Regions from separate parts of the Mus musculus genome. Here regions 1 and 3 are each linked to region 2. A link is a contact called in public HiChIP or PLAC-seq and promoter capture Hi-C data. All regions are on one chromosome and are shown on one strand. The core of a region is the stretch at or near the end of the contact, and the rest is flanking DNA. Distances in the headings are between cores, read along the strand shown. Region 1 holds the start of Rbpj (recombination signal binding protein for immunoglobulin kappa J region). Region 2 holds the start of Pi4k2b (phosphatidylinositol 4-kinase type 2 beta). Region 3 overlaps Gm40302 (a long non-coding RNA gene).

Region 1 (4,845 bases), core at 1,077-3,576, 850 kb before region 2:
AATTTTAGCCTCGAGTTATGCACTAAGTATGAAACAAATGCAAATTCTCACAATTTCATGTATGTTCATAAAGTGTGCCTTATACTGCAAGTATTCCGCCTATAAATTCTAATAACCACGTTTTTAAAAAGCTTTCCAAAGTGCCAACATTCCTTAGACCTCATCTTCTATGTCCTCAACAACTCTTTGTGTACAACTTTATATAGAGAAGAAGCTGCATATGACTTTAAGGGTAATGTATCTTCTAAAAGTAGTGATCAACTAGTGGAAGAATATTTCTGAACAATACATTCAGTATTTACAACCCTAAATTATTTCAACCCTGATGCAGTAATTCAGGCCATTAGTATACAATATCCTACACCACACCCCCAGACTTCACCCAAGCTTTTAACATTACCATAACAATAAGAGCTGAAAACAACTTAATGCTCAAGTAACATAAGGAAGTACCTTTTAAGATAACCAAACTGAAAGCTACCAGTCTTTAGACTGCCCGTAATTAATGTATCCCACAAAGATCCTCAAAGCAGTATTCATCAAACCAAAACTACACTCTGCTCTTTGGCACCTGATTCCCAACGTCGGAATAGGAGTTGCCACACATCCACAGAAGTAAAAATCACAAACTACACACTCAAACTGCAAATTCAAACAACCATAAATGGTAAACTCATTTAAATTATGAAGAAGCAAGCCATTGATCAAATTCCCAAGCCAGATGTCTCCGAAAAGTCATTAAAACTGTAGATACAAATTCCAGGGGAAAAAAAAAAAGATAAACTTCATCAGCCCAACATTCACAAGTTTACAACATCAAAATTCACTCACCTCCTATTCACATCAAACGCACATCCACTGCGAATATCTGAAACTATTCTCCATCACCAACAGGGGGTGGGGTGGGGGGGTGGGAAGTACCTTTGAGCCTACTTCTAACAGTCTTAAAATATACCCTTCCATTAGCCCTCAGGTAACCCAGGTGCAAGGCTACTGCGGATGCCCTTGGCCTGGGGCCGTCAGAAGCCAATGATGGGGACGGCAATAACCATCAAGAAATCGAGATCCTTTTCCAGCGCTACTCTTACCAAGCAAAACAATCACGGGCCCAGAAAGATGGCAAAGAAAAGTGGGGTCGTTTTAATCCCAAGAGAGGGGCGCATAGGGGTGGGTAGGGGTGTGATCCCGAGAGAAATGGGTGCGAAGGAAGAAAGGAGGGGCGCGGAAGGAGCAAACTTAAGTATCTCAAGCATCTCCCAGACTCAAACAACAAAAGCAAACCCTAGAGTCTGTGCGCACTTAGAAGCACCAGATGGAGTCCCCGGGGTTGAGACAGTTCAACAGACAGACACAGTGGGCAGCGGATAAATCAGGCAGTGACGCGAGGGGAAGGGGATGCTAAGAGAATGAGACACTACATAGGGGAGACAAAGCCTTGGGGGGGGGGGGTGAGGACCAAAGAGAAAAAGGTGAGAGGGGATACACACGAGAAAGACAATGGAAGAAAGAGAACGGCAGTAATCTGGTGCCAGGGCTATGGCAGGTCACCCAGCTACTGAAGAGAGGGATACAACAAAGGGGCACGGGAGGAGGGACAGCGGGCGGAGTGGAGGTGCAGACGGGATGCGGGGCGCGCAGCGGCTCCCACAGAGAGCCTAAGGCGGCGAAACAAAGGGCTGGGGGCAGAATCGCGGGGGGCAGCGCACACAGACAAAGCGCTCCGGCGCCCAGGGCAGCGGCTGGGAGGACAGGCGACGCGGGCCACGCACGGGGAACAAAGCTGCGCCGGGATCCCCGCCAGGCCCGCCGAGGGGGGCGCGCGCCGGGCACGGTGCCTACGGCCCCGCGCGCCGGCCGCACTCCGCCCGCAGCCGCCGGCCTCGCCACCGCCCGCCCTCACGCGCCCGGAGCCCGCTCCACCGCGGCGCACGGGCGAGCCCCGCACCGGCCCGCGCCATCGCGTCGCCGCCCCGCGCCGCCTCCCGAGGCCCCGGCGCGCCGCGCGGCCCCGGCCCGCCGCCTGCCGCCGGCGGTCAGACGCCCGCAACTTTCCCGGTTCCCAGCACTCGCTGCCCCCTCAGACTTACCCTGTCACAACAGGCGCCATCTTCCACAAACTCTCGCCAAAACTCCAACCCTCGCGAGATTCCCCCCGCCGCCTTTCCCTGCTCCTCTCCCCCGCCCCTTCCCTCGGCCTCGCCGATCGCTGCCACCCGGCCCCCGCGCCGTCTTTCCCCGCTTCGCCGCCGCCGCCGCCGGGAGCCAGCCGCCTCGCGCCGCCCGCGGACTAAGGGATCTGCTCACTGCCTTTCCCTAGAAACCTACCCCGCCGATGGAGCATGCGCAGGCCGCTCCTCCGCGGACAAGCCCTCCGAGTAGTCCATGGGGAGCGCTCCGGTTATCCGGGTTTTGGGACGCGCCCTCGGGGACGTACGTGGAGACTGAGGAAAACCGGAGGGCATTACTACGGGGACCGGGACTGGAGGGGTCAGGAGGCGGGGCCCCGGGGCCGGGAGGAGGGGTCCTGGGAAAATGCGAGCGTCTCACAGGCCTAGAGGAGACGCCTCCTCGAGTGGGTGTTTTCCAAGTGGCTTCCCGCTCGCCGCGGGTTCCCAGCCTTTTTCATTCATTCCGACGTTCACTGGACACCTCCCTTATGCTAATCTCAGTATCAGGTGCCGGAGCGGCGGAGATCGGGACAGAGCCCCGGTCCCCGGTGACCTGCCAGCGACTGTCTCCATTCATTTGCTCCCGCACGACCCGCACACGCGGCGAGACAGGCGTGATCGCCGCGTGAGCTGACCCTTCCCAAGAGCTCTGCAGGGGAAAAGCATTAGGGGATAAGCTCTGTGCCTTTCGCCGCTTCTCCCCGATGCGAGCTGGGGTCATCCCGAGGTCAGCCTCGCGCAAAGGTGTCCCCCCTAACCCCCCGATGTTCACTTTGCACCCACACGTCAGAGCCCCGAATGGTTGTCCCCAGAGCCACCACTACAAGCCCGGGCACTTGGGAGCGAGCTACCCGCCCAGCTCCGACTGCCTGGGGAACTCATGGCAGCAGCCAGCTTGCAGGATGTAGGTGTGGGTGCAGACGTGTAGGTAACTGCCTAGAAACAGCTCCTCCGGCGGTGGCCCGATGCTGTCGCCCGATGCTTGTCTTGCCTGGGACACCTCTCGGCAGGTGGTGGCCCGAGACCTGTCCCTCCGGTCCCCTACCTGCTGATCCTCCCTGCTCCCCCCCCCCCCCCTTCCCGGCCCTTTGCTTTCCAAGAGATTTCCCAGCTCCTGCATTGCCTGCCTCCCGCAGGGAGCCACAAAAAACCCGGAGAACTGGATCAGCCCGCCCGAGACCCGCTCCGGAGCGCCGCAGGATTGGCGCGGCGCGCTCGCGCCACTGCGCATGTGCGCAATGCGGGCAGCCGGAGTCTCACGCTACACCTCCTCCCGAGCGCCTTCCACCGCTCGGCTCAGACACAACACGGGCCGTGGGAAATTTCCTAAGCCTCGCGAGAACGCGCTCTCCTACCCACCCCGCGGGCGGCTGGGCGTGCGCCCTACATCGCGCAGAGCCGGGGCCCCGACAGGTGTTCGTCCCGTGCGGCTCCCGGGACGCGGAAGGCAGGGTCCGACAGGCGCCCGCGAGGCGGGGCGGGGCGGGGCGGTGGGCGCGTGGCGGGGAGCGGCGGGCTGAGGCCGCCCCGGCACACTCACGCACGCGCCGGGGAGGCTTCCTGTCGCCCTCCCGAGCCTGGTACTTTCCTGAAATGTGACAGACGTGGTGCCCCCCGCCTCCGGGAGCTGTCAGCCAGCCCCGTGTCGGCTTTGAGTCATGCATCTGAGTCACCTAGTCTGGCCTCCACTTCACTTGCTCTACAACAAGTTTGGATTCCCTTAACTATTCTAGCAATGGTTGGTTTGGGGTTTTTTTGTTTGTTTGTTTGTTTTGTTTTTGTTTTGTTTTTTGTTTTGTTTTGTTTTCCTTTATAGTGTCTTCGATGGCTTTGTGAGCCGGCAAGGCTCCGGGAAAGCTGAGCTTAGCGATCTCAAACGTTTGCATTGTGGTACGAGAACACGATTTAAATAGCTTCCCCTTAGTCTGTTCCTAGCCTTTAAAGGAATCCTACATACATACCAGTTTCTGTCTCCCCTCCCCCCCAGATGACTTAAAACGCCAGTTTTGTTTCCTTCCTCTTTCTATTCTTTTGTAGCAAGCATCCCGTTCTAGGTACTGTTTCATCAGATACGTTAGTGGCTGCTGTTCTCCACGCACCCTTTTTGAATTCATTTACTTGCCCAAGAGCTGTCAGAACCCTTCTTCACTCTGCCACTTTTCAGATTGGCGTGGTGCTGTGTAGGACTAGTGTCTTGCTAGCATCATGCACCCACAAATGAAGACTGGGTTTTGACATTTAAAGGACAGTGAACCCTCTAATAGCTAATGTCTCCTGGTTGAAATAAAGCTTTGCTTACTGAAGGTTTGTTAAGGGTATGCGATATGTGTTTGCCTATCGCTTTATTTATTTACTTCCCATTTTTAAAAGGACGTATGCCCATTTAATACGCTATGTCAAAACATGTCTCATCCAGAACAAGAGAGTGTTGCGGAGGTAAAATGCCTTTAAACGTTTCCTCAAGGATTTTTAGGCCTAGTGTGACGGTTTGTGACACTAATGTTGGACGGAAGGCCATGAGACCTTGGAAAGCCTTGATAGTCATAAAACTAATCTCAACTCAAACGCTCCACCTAAGGTGTTTTCCTTTCTCAGTAATGCCAATTCCTTTGCCCTCACTTAAGAGGACCTTGGAATTACTTTTGCTTTTATATATATATATATATATATATATATA
Region 2 (4,815 bases), core at 2,013-4,512:
GAATGGCTGAAAGTTTTACTTGTTTTGTAGATAAGAGTCCTATTGAATTGGGCTGGGCTGGACTTGAACTCACTATATAGCCGAGATTGGCCTTAAACCTAAGTTTTTTGCTCCTGCCTCAGCCTTCTATTCCTTCTAGAATTACAGGATGGAGTCAGCACATGCAGCTGTATTTGGAGCACTGGCAGGCTGAGCAATACTTTTTAGTTCCATAATTGTTTACTTTTAAAGCTCAGGTATGGTGGACTGTCAAGACAAAGGAAACTTGTATTCTTAAAAACCTGCCCTAAAATAGTTAGGAGTATTGGCTTCTTGATCCCCGATCAGGCAGAACGCCTCCCACTAGTTATGAGATTCCTTCCACTGAAATAAGACTTCGGGAAGTTACATTCTGCCTCTTTATTTGCATTTTAGATTTATTTATTTTATTTTATTTTATGGTGTGAATGTTTTGCCTGTGTGTATGTATGTGTATCATGTGCATGTCTGGTGTCCACAGAGGTGAAAAGACTGCATCAGTTGCCAAGGAACTGGAGTTATAGAAAGCTATGAATCTGAGTGCTGGGGTCTCTGCTAACTGCTGAGTCACCTCTCTACCCCCTGCTGCTTTTGAAAACCCTTTGCTTATTTTTAGGATTTTTGTTTTGTTTTGTTTTGTTTTGAGAGTTTTGCTATGCAATCCTAGCTAGCCTGGTACTACAGCCCAGGCTAGCCTTAAATTCAAGGCTGTCCTTCTGCTTCACCCACCTAAGTGTTGAGATTACAGGTATGTACCACCAAGTCAAGCTTGCTTTTTTTATGTGGGAATCCAAAGTAGTGCTTATTTCATAGGGCTACTTTCAATCTATTACATGTGAAGTGCAGAGAACACAGCCAGCACGTGCACCTAGTATACCAGTATTATTACAGCCTCATTCACTGGTTTCAATGACTGAATACTGACTTAATAGCACTACAGTTCAGGAGACTTCTAGAATCTGCCAACTACATTGTTAATATAAAGACCAGAGATGCATGACATTCTCCACTGGCTCAAGAACATAAGGCTCGCGGTTGTATAAATAAAATAGTTAAACACCAGAAATGTCAATACTAATCTAAAAACTTAAAGGTGTTCTCATGACAACTGCATGTAAAAGACAAAAGAGCTAAAGGACACTTTTAATATATTAAACTTAAAAGTAGTTAAATTATTCAATCATAAACCTTTGCTAGTTTTAAACACTTTAAGTAGAATAAAGAGTCAGAAAAAAAAATCCTTTTAAAAAGAACCTACATAATACCCCAAAGCAGTAGTTGTTTTGTAACACAGACTCCTAGAGTAAAACGGACAAAGTTCAGGACCTGGAAGAGAAAAGAAGTGGCTCAGTCATAACTTGACCACTTCCTGGATCTGTGACTGTGCAAACATCTTGGAATAGGAGCCACCATTATTACCGTTTTACTAAGTTTCAGTTTTCACAAAGAGGGTCAGCGACAACTCACCCATTGTGCTGCTGTGAGAACCAATGTCAAAACTCATCTTAAACTGTGAACTCTGACCTAGCTATCACCACCGAGGAGCTAAGAGTTCTTATAATCCATTTGCATTTTAGCTACCACATTCTCGTCCTTTTGACTTTAGCCTTAATATAAGTGTTGACAACAAAGAAAACACACAAACCAATCCAACCCACTCAAACAGTAAAAGTTTTTCAAGACTCTATTTCAAGGCTCTATTTCAATCTAACACACGAGGTAACTCTGGGGCAAGTAGCAGCCATATGGATCTTAGCTACCTCACAGACTAGATTCTACCTCAGATAGGGCCAAAGTGTCCACTGCAGCTGGCTGAACAGAGATTTGTGAAAGTGGAAAACTTCACATTCCTTTGCTCTATTCAGTGTTGCATGGCAAACTCATCCATCAGCTAACGTCGTGGTAAGGGCAGACCCCTATGTAGTTAATGTGTTTCAGAGACGACTTCCTTTAGGTCTCTTATTTAGAGGATTTGTGTTTGAATAAAAGTTGTTAGAACTCTTGACTTGCCCTGTTCAAATCATTTCAAGTCACATTAGCACACTGGTAGGTCAAATAAACTTAACTTCTAAGAAATGCAGTATTAATAACAACTACCTTCCCTGTGGCTTTTCCACAAGGAGTCATATGGAATGATGCTCGTGGAATAGTGCATATGATACTTCTTTGGATCCATCCTATCATCATCAAGTAGGAGAAAAAGGGAAAAAAAAAAAAAAAAAAAAAGCCAGTCTAGACTCCAGATGGATCTCATACAAATCTACTCCATTTCAGCCACACTCCACTCCACCGGTCCAAACTCACCACACAGACACCCAGGCCTGCAATAGCATGCCTTAATTTTTAGTTTAAACATTGTTAGTTAGCCTCTCTTTCAAAGGTCCACTTAAAATCAGCCCAGGAGATAATGAAAAGGTGTTTTTCTTTTTAAGCGCGCAAATATACTTTGCAGAGAGCTGGCGGCAGGAGTTCGCCCGCCTCCGCCCCCTCTGGCTAACGTCACAATAGCAACATTTAATAGAAAGTTTTGAAACTTGTCCCAGCGGCAAATGGTCATCCCTTCCTATTATCTCTCGGCTTATCATCCGCCCTGTAAACTCATGACTCCGACGAGAACTTTCTGGATCGTTGTGCGTTCTTAATTCAGAACTTAAGTCCAAACTTGAACAAACAACTTACGTCACAGTCCTGGATGAAGTTTCCCTCAGTGTTGGGTTCCCACTTGGACTGACTCTTTGGGGAAGCCTACAGAGTGAGATTTTAGTGGTCCCCGTTCTCCTGCCACAGAGGGAAAGGTGAGAGGAAACTGAGGCAGGGAAGGGCGGGTTGCGCGCGCGCATGGGTCGCACCTGAGCTCGTAGTGCGGGTCCGATCCAGCTCGGTGGACAAGCTCGCGGAGATCGACCCTTCCCCGGACACCGCCGGCGGCTCGTCGGTAGCGGGCTCGCGGAGGACATCCGCGCCCTCGTCCGCCTGCATTCTCACGGCGCTCCCGGGCGCGACCCTCCGCGGCTGGGCCCAGGCAACGCGAGGCAGCAGCGGCTCCCGCTCCTCGTCCTCGTCCTCCGAGGGGCGGGTGGGCTCGCAGGCCTCCGCCATGATGTCCCGGGGCGGCTCCGGCGCTCAGAGCCGCCGGGCTCCGGACTGGGACCCCAGCATCACGCCAAACCGCGGGGGACTGCTCCCACCGACGCCACCTCACCAGTCCACCAGCCCGCGCCGGCCACGCCCAGCCGCCGGCCACGCCCCGCCTCTCGAGCCCCGGGACGCCTTCCTTACGCCTGCGCAGAAGGACAGGGGGTGGGGCAAGCGAGGGTGGGGCGGGGCGGGGCGGGGTAGGGCATTGATGGCCACCTGTGTCTCAACTCCCAGAGCGTTGCCAGCCATTGCAGTGGATCCAGCAGAAAGCCAGGACCAGCGTCATTTCCGCGGGAGGTGCATCCCTTCCAACCTAAATAGTCCTCTCTTATTACTATATACATAATATACATTTATTTCACTAACTTTTCTCTAAAAGTTCATGAAGGCTGGGAGCTACTTCTATTACTATAGTCCATATGTTAAATATATAGTTTTGTAATCATAATCTGTGCATTATATGCATTTATTTGCTACTAAAATCGAGACGGGAGTGTATGTTTAGACATTCTTGATAGTGGTAATTTATAGATTTCTTTTGCTTTGACTGAAGTTAAACTAAGGTGTGTCAACACTTAGAAATCTTTCAAAGGCTGTATTTCGGCTGTGCTAATTTTTTTCCCTACTTCGCTGACTTTATTTTTTATTTTTATTTTGCTTCTTACTACTCATCTGTTTCACTTTTCTTTTCCTAGTTGTTTAGTAAAGATTAAAACATCGAGGAAGACCCGGGCGTGGTGGCGCACGCCTTTAATCCCAACACTCGGGAGGCAGAGACAGGCAGATTTCTGAGTTCCAGGCCAGCCTGGTCTACATAGTGAGTTCCAGGACAGCCAGAGCTACACAAAGAAACCCTGTCTCGAAAAAAACAAAAAACAAAAAAAAAAAAAAAAAAAAAAAATCGAGGAGGTTCCTACCTTTTAAACATAATGCCTTTAGAGCTGAGTTGCCTTCAGAGCTTTGCTTTAGCTGCGGTTCCACTGTTTTTGATGTAGTGTGCTTCACTTTTGACTCAGCTGATAATAGTTTATAATTACTTTTAGGATTTTCCTCTTTGATCTACTACTTTGAAATGTATTAATTTTCAAATTTAAGTACTGTGCTGGTTAGTTTTTGTCCACTTGATACAAAAGACTCTCTTGGGGAGAAGGACACTCCATTGAGGAACTGGCTCCATCAGAATAGTTTGTGAGCATATCTTTGGGGAATTTCTTGATTAATGTTTGATATGAAAGAACCCCATCCACTGTGAGTAATGCCATCCACCTACTATTTTGAAATTTTTATCTTGTTTGTTTCATCCTTCTTTATTGTTGTTGTTTTTTGGATGGGACAAATGTTCTATGTGCAGTTTTATGAAGAACATAGATTCTATAGTTCAGTGGCTTTTTGTTTCTTTGTTTGTTTTTGCTTTTTTTCTAAGATGGGATTTCTCTGAGTTGCCCTGGCCATCCTGGCTGGCCTTAAACTCAGATCTACCTGCTTCTGCCTCTCAAGCACTGAGATTAAAGGTGTGCGCCACCACCACATGGTGGTTGGATGGTTTTTATCTCCCAGTTGATTCTATTATTTAAGTATTGCCAGTGTTGTGCAGGTTACCCATTTACCACAGACTTTTTCATCTAGTACTGAGAGGAGGTTATTACAATCCTTATTACT
Region 3 (4,790 bases), core at 251-2,750, 590 kb after region 2:
TATTAGAGGACTTGGAGAGGGAGCCTCACTTCAGAATTTTTTTACTGGTTCCATCACAAAAACGTGCATTTTAAGACTTGTGAATACAATGCTTCATAAGCAGCCATTACACAAGGGTATTGCCACCAGTAAGACAAGCATCATCCCAGGCTATGGAAACTTGACTTTTACTTTGAATTGTCTCAGGCCATTTGAACTCAGAATAGCAAAAGTGTTCCTTGGTAGTCTTCTCATTGTTACATAGATAAGATGAACTTAAATCTGAGTGTTTGGCAAGTGTCCTATACTTTATTTTTAAATTACTATGTGTTGGGGGTTTTTCTTCATTAAATTGTTGTAGACTCACTATTTACAATTAACAGATTGTAGGTATTGGAGATGGAATATTGTGGATTGAATCTAGGACATACTCCACCAGATTTATATATCACACCTAGACTAGAGTAGATTGAACCTAGTTAAGAAGTTAGAAATGCAAGAACACATGATAGTCAACTTTAAGGTTTTTGAGGAGGAGGGAGAAAAAAATGTATGAGTGCATTGGCCAAAAGCCAGTGTCAGAAGCCAATCTTCTACACTACTTATTCCCCACCTTACTGTTTTGAGACAGGGTCTCTCACTGGACTCGCAGTCCACTGATTGCCTAGCCTGTCTGGTCAATGAGCTGTGGCTATCCATTTGTTGGTCCAGCTTCCTCCTCTACTCCTGTGTGGCGAGGGTTACAGATGATGAGTATCACAATGGCAGTGTTTTTATGTGCTTTGGGGAATCCAAACTGGGGTCATTATGCTTGATTGGCAGGTACATTACTGACTGCTAGTCCTTTTATAAATGCTCTAAACCATTGTTCAATTAAGCCCTAGGCATTGTGTGAGGCTATCTTGAAAGGTAGACTGGTACTATCCAGGATGGTCTCAACATAAGGTCTAGTTGACTTTAAAAATTTGTACAAAGAACTGTAGAGTCAGGTGCAAGGAACATAGTAAGAACCAGAGGCAGATCAGTTAAAAGTAGACAAGTCTTAAAGGCACAGGAGTGGAGCCAGAAGGCAGAGGAGTAAGCGAAAGTCAGTGTGAACCTTTGATGATTAGTAGTCTAGCTAACATGGTTTTTAAAGTTCTGCTTTATTGAAGTGTAGGTTGCATATAAGAATTTGTCTTGGGTACATAGTTTTGTAAAGTTAGGCAGATCCACAGTAGTAATCATATTACCCAGCATTTTTTCATTGCCCCTTGAAATTACTGTTCCCTTTGTTCTCATCAACCATTGCATTTTTCTGTTTTTAGTTTTGCCTTTTTAACAGGATCAGAAGTGGAATTAGGCCAGTTTAAATATATTTATCAGTGTTTATCCATTACTCGTTACATATCGTACTTATGTTTGCCAGTTAAATATATTTGGATTTCTATGAATAATGTCATGGATTTATGGGTCTTTATGTGGACATTTTTTTTATTTCTCTTGAGTGAAGCTTAATCGAGGTTTTTGGATTATGCAATAAGTCATGTGTAACTTTGAAAGCTTCCAGTTTTAAATTGCTACACGATTTTGCTACTGGGTTGCCTGATTTCACAATTACCCATTTTCTTAAAATTCCAGTAGGCAAAAACAAAAAGTACAACATTTTAGCAAGTGCCTATCACAAAACAGACTACTGTAGTGAAGGCTGTGAGTTAGAACTGCTTTGGACTTAAGTGTTTGGTTTTATGCTAACCAGCTAATTTAGGTTTGAGATTGAGTCAACAGGCAGGTAGCCAAGGGATTCAGATGTCGACTACCCATGTGTGTATGACCCTCATGAGATATTTTTAGACAAATAATCATTTTAATATCCAGGAGGAAACAAATTTTTCTAAACATGCACAGGTTAATCATCTGATCTCTACAAAGTCCAGCATGTGAGAGTGGGCTTATGCCTGCAGAAATAATGGACATAAAGAAGAAATTTTGTTTTACTCAAATCTGAATAGAGCAGAATGAATTAAGATGTGGCTGTTTAAGGGGTAAGATGTGGCTGTTTAAGGGGATGACTGAGACTGTCAGTCAACAGAAATGTAATGCCTAATATTAGCTGCATGTCAGTTTAAATTGTACAACTGTTAGCAAGATGAGTAGCTAAAACATACTTTCGGGTATTTGGATATCAGTGTTCAGTGTCTTAACAAAGAACCTGGTATTTCATCCAGGGGACTATTGATGAGTGTTAATAGCCACAGTCTCATAAAGGGAAACATGTTTATTTTTGTGTAGTCAGTCCGTTTCAGAATGTTTTATAACTTCTGGTTCTTGATAGTGAGAATACTGTTATGTTACTTTTAGTGTACTTTCAATGTGTGATCTGTACTAATGCGTATTGAAGCCTACTTGGTCTAAATAAGATTGTTAAAACTTTGTGTTTTATATAACTTAGATCCTGTGTTTAATCATTTCTAATGAAACTTTGGACTTGAAATAAGTATATTTTATTATTATTATTTTTAATCTTCTTATACCTGCAAGGAGCTGACTTTGAAGGAACTCACTAAACTTTAGACAGGTGCACCTGCGTCTCTTAGGGCCTTTGTACAGGAATTCTATTTTCTTGTGTAAAAGATTTCACGGACGGCTGGCTGCTTTAGCAGTGTCTCTAGTGAGACACTATGTAAGTCTGCGCCTGGTAGCTTTGTAAAGTTGATGGAAAGGAGACTAGGGACGAAGCCTCTGAAACCCAAGTTTCCCACAGTTGTCATCATGTGATGGCAGATAGGTGTGTTTTGGTAGAGTACTGGTTGTCTGTGAGTAGCAGGTTTTATCCAGCAGGTAAGGTTGAAGGCAGTAGAGAACACACAGCATGGTGGGAGGACAGAAAGCAATCAGTAGTGATGGTTGTTGAGGGGACTCAGCATTTCAGATCAGAACTGAGTAGCACACATAGCTCTAGGGCTGATGGGCGTTTTCCTGAGTTTGGAAGAAGTGGAACTAAAGGTCACTGGTCTAGTCATCAGTGTTGAGCCACGCCTACAGTGCACAGCGTGGTGGTGTTGACTGTGTTATCCTTGAGTGCCAGACCTTGATCAGGTGCATGCTTCTAGGATTGTGGTACTCATAGTAGTTTTGAAAGATGCCCAGGCTCTGCCCTAGTTCCCGACAGACCGGGTGGAGTTGGTGTTGGCAGTTTTGTAGATTTGGTCTCGGCTAGTCTAACTTGACAGTAATCTTTTTGCCACGGGGACTACAAGTCTCCCACCATGCCCAGTCTCCCCATCTAGTTTTCCATTCTGGTGTACTAATCACAGGAAGTAAGCATGAAAGAGTGAACACAACAATAAAGGTTGGAAGAAGTAGGGATTGTGTTTTTGAGTTTTTACATTTTTTTTTAATGTGTATGAGAAGGCATGTGCACTGTGTGGGGGCCTGGTCCTTTCAGAGTTAGTGATGGTTGCTGGGAACTGAACCCAAGTCCTTTGGAAGAACTTTGGCAGTGAGTGATCTAACCCATAAGCTGTCCCTCCCTCCAGCCCAAGGTGGGTGTGTAAAGCTAGCGGTTACCTTCCTTATTCTAGTCGGTTTCAGTACAAGCGCTCTGGCTGGTGGCAGTGGAGTAACACTGGGTACATCTGAGCATGCTTACTCTCAAGGTTTGTTGCTAAAAGCAACCTTGAATGGTAAACTTTATTTTCTACTTGCTCACACCAAACTGCCTTCTTGTTGTTGTTGTTGTTGTTGTTGTGACTTGGAACCATCCTGGTAATGTCACCTGACCATCTTTTCCATGTCTGGACTTGGACATTTGAAATTCAGAGCAGTTTTCTACTGCTAGTCTATGAGAGCCATAATTTAAAATATGTCCCTAGTGTAGCAACCAAGCCCAGCATGTTATAATTTTTTCAGCTTTTATTTTTACTTTTCTAGTTAATGTTTTACATTAACACATACAAAAGTCAGTTTTATTTTTGCTTTAAAAAATATATCACTTGTGTGTGCACCTATTCCCATGGCATGCCTGTAGAGGTTAAGGGACAATCTGTAGGGGTCAGTTCTACTATGTGGGTCCTGAGATGAGACTCAGGTTCTTAACTATGCTGCAGTAGCTTGTACCCTCTGAGCCATCTGGCAATCCTCAGGGGCATGTTTGTATATCTGCATTTGCTTCCCTGACCCCATGTCCTCTGCGCCGCCCCCCCCCCCCCCCCCCGATCTATTAAAAATGTAACTGCTTCGACTTGTTTTTATGGCTGGCTGTCTTCCTCTGTGGTTCTACACTCCTATTTCCCCTGAGCTAGAAACTAGACCAAGCACCAAGGTGGAGTGAACAGACTGATGAGGGTTTAGACACTGGCCCTGTTCTTTTCTCTCCTCTTCTGACAGATGGTGGGCTGGTGACTTTCTGTGCTGTACCTGGCAGTTTCCCATCCTTCACCATTGCACATAGAACTAAGTAAGCAGTAGCTGCGGAGTGCAAGTGAAGTCACTTAGACTTTGAAACATTCCCTGTGATCCGTGAGAGATCACAGTAATCCCCAACTCCACAGATTCTGTCTTCTGAAGAGCGTCCACGTGGAGATGGGGACGGCACCTTGTGACTAGCGGGTTTCACTGAGTGTGAGAAAGAACCGTAAGTTTGCCATCCACAGAGAAGCCACATTTCATTATTGACTTGTGTTATGCTAATGCTTGTCTTAGATTCAGTTGCAGTTAGTTTGACTGTCTGCAAGTAAATGGCCCAAGTGTGTGTGTGTACAAAGGGAATTTAGAGTGTACTGTTAGGTTTGTAGGGAAAGAGTCTACTTGTTCTAACCGTCCTTGTCAGT

Evidence for each region. Promoter capture Hi-C pulls out the DNA fragments that hold promoters and counts their contacts. HiChIP or PLAC-seq counts read pairs in DNA pulled down with a chosen protein or histone mark.
Region 1: a contact with region 2 is called in a promoter capture Hi-C map of pre-B cells, with 4 times the contacts expected there. The contact joins the promoter of Rbpj here to the promoter of Pi4k2b in region 2. A contact is called at or near these places in 2 of 39 promoter capture datasets (liver and pre-B cells), 3 of 484 Hi-C or Micro-C datasets (LSK cells, embryonic stem cells and pre-B cells), 2 of 115 datasets of contacts at active chromatin or transcription factors (large pre-B cells and thymic regulatory T cells) and 1 of 9 other capture datasets (adipose tissue).
Region 3: an H3K4me3 HiChIP or PLAC-seq map of bone marrow-derived macrophages shows a contact between it and region 2, with 2.6 times the contacts expected there. The contact joins the enhancer-like site here to the promoter of Pi4k2b in region 2. A contact is called at or near these places in 6 of 39 promoter capture datasets (the 3T3-L1 cell line, the HPC-7 cell line, cranial neural crest and 3 more), 1 of 15 datasets of contacts at CTCF or cohesin (large pre-B cells) and 12 of 115 datasets of contacts at active chromatin or transcription factors (the 230-238 cell line, acute myeloid leukemia, bone marrow-derived macrophages and 7 more).

Annotation. Positions count from the first base shown.
Region 1 is chr5:53,587,967-53,592,811 of GRCm38.p6, reverse strand. It overlaps Rbpj (recombination signal binding protein for immunoglobulin kappa J region), which reads right to left and starts at 2,326. Exons shown (of 11, transcript NM_001080927.2): 1 at 2,088-2,326. The coding sequence starts at 2,107.
Region 2 is chr5:52,740,021-52,744,835 of GRCm38.p6, reverse strand. It overlaps Pi4k2b (phosphatidylinositol 4-kinase type 2 beta), which reads right to left and starts at 3,262. Exons shown (of 10, transcript NM_025951.3): 1 at 2,868-3,262. The coding sequence starts at 3,117.
Region 3 is chr5:52,144,086-52,148,875 of GRCm38.p6, reverse strand. Gm40302 (a long non-coding RNA gene) reads right to left here. Exons shown (of 3, transcript XR_868417.3): 3 at 1,124-4,790. Among named protein-coding and RNA genes, the nearest start is that of Mir6417, 10 kb to the right of the region's middle. Within about 2 kb of position 1,500, at least 10 of the 459 cell types and tissues checked have an H3K27ac peak or open chromatin away from gene starts, as enhancers often do. A contact at or near this core is called in bone marrow-derived macrophages, where this site is marked.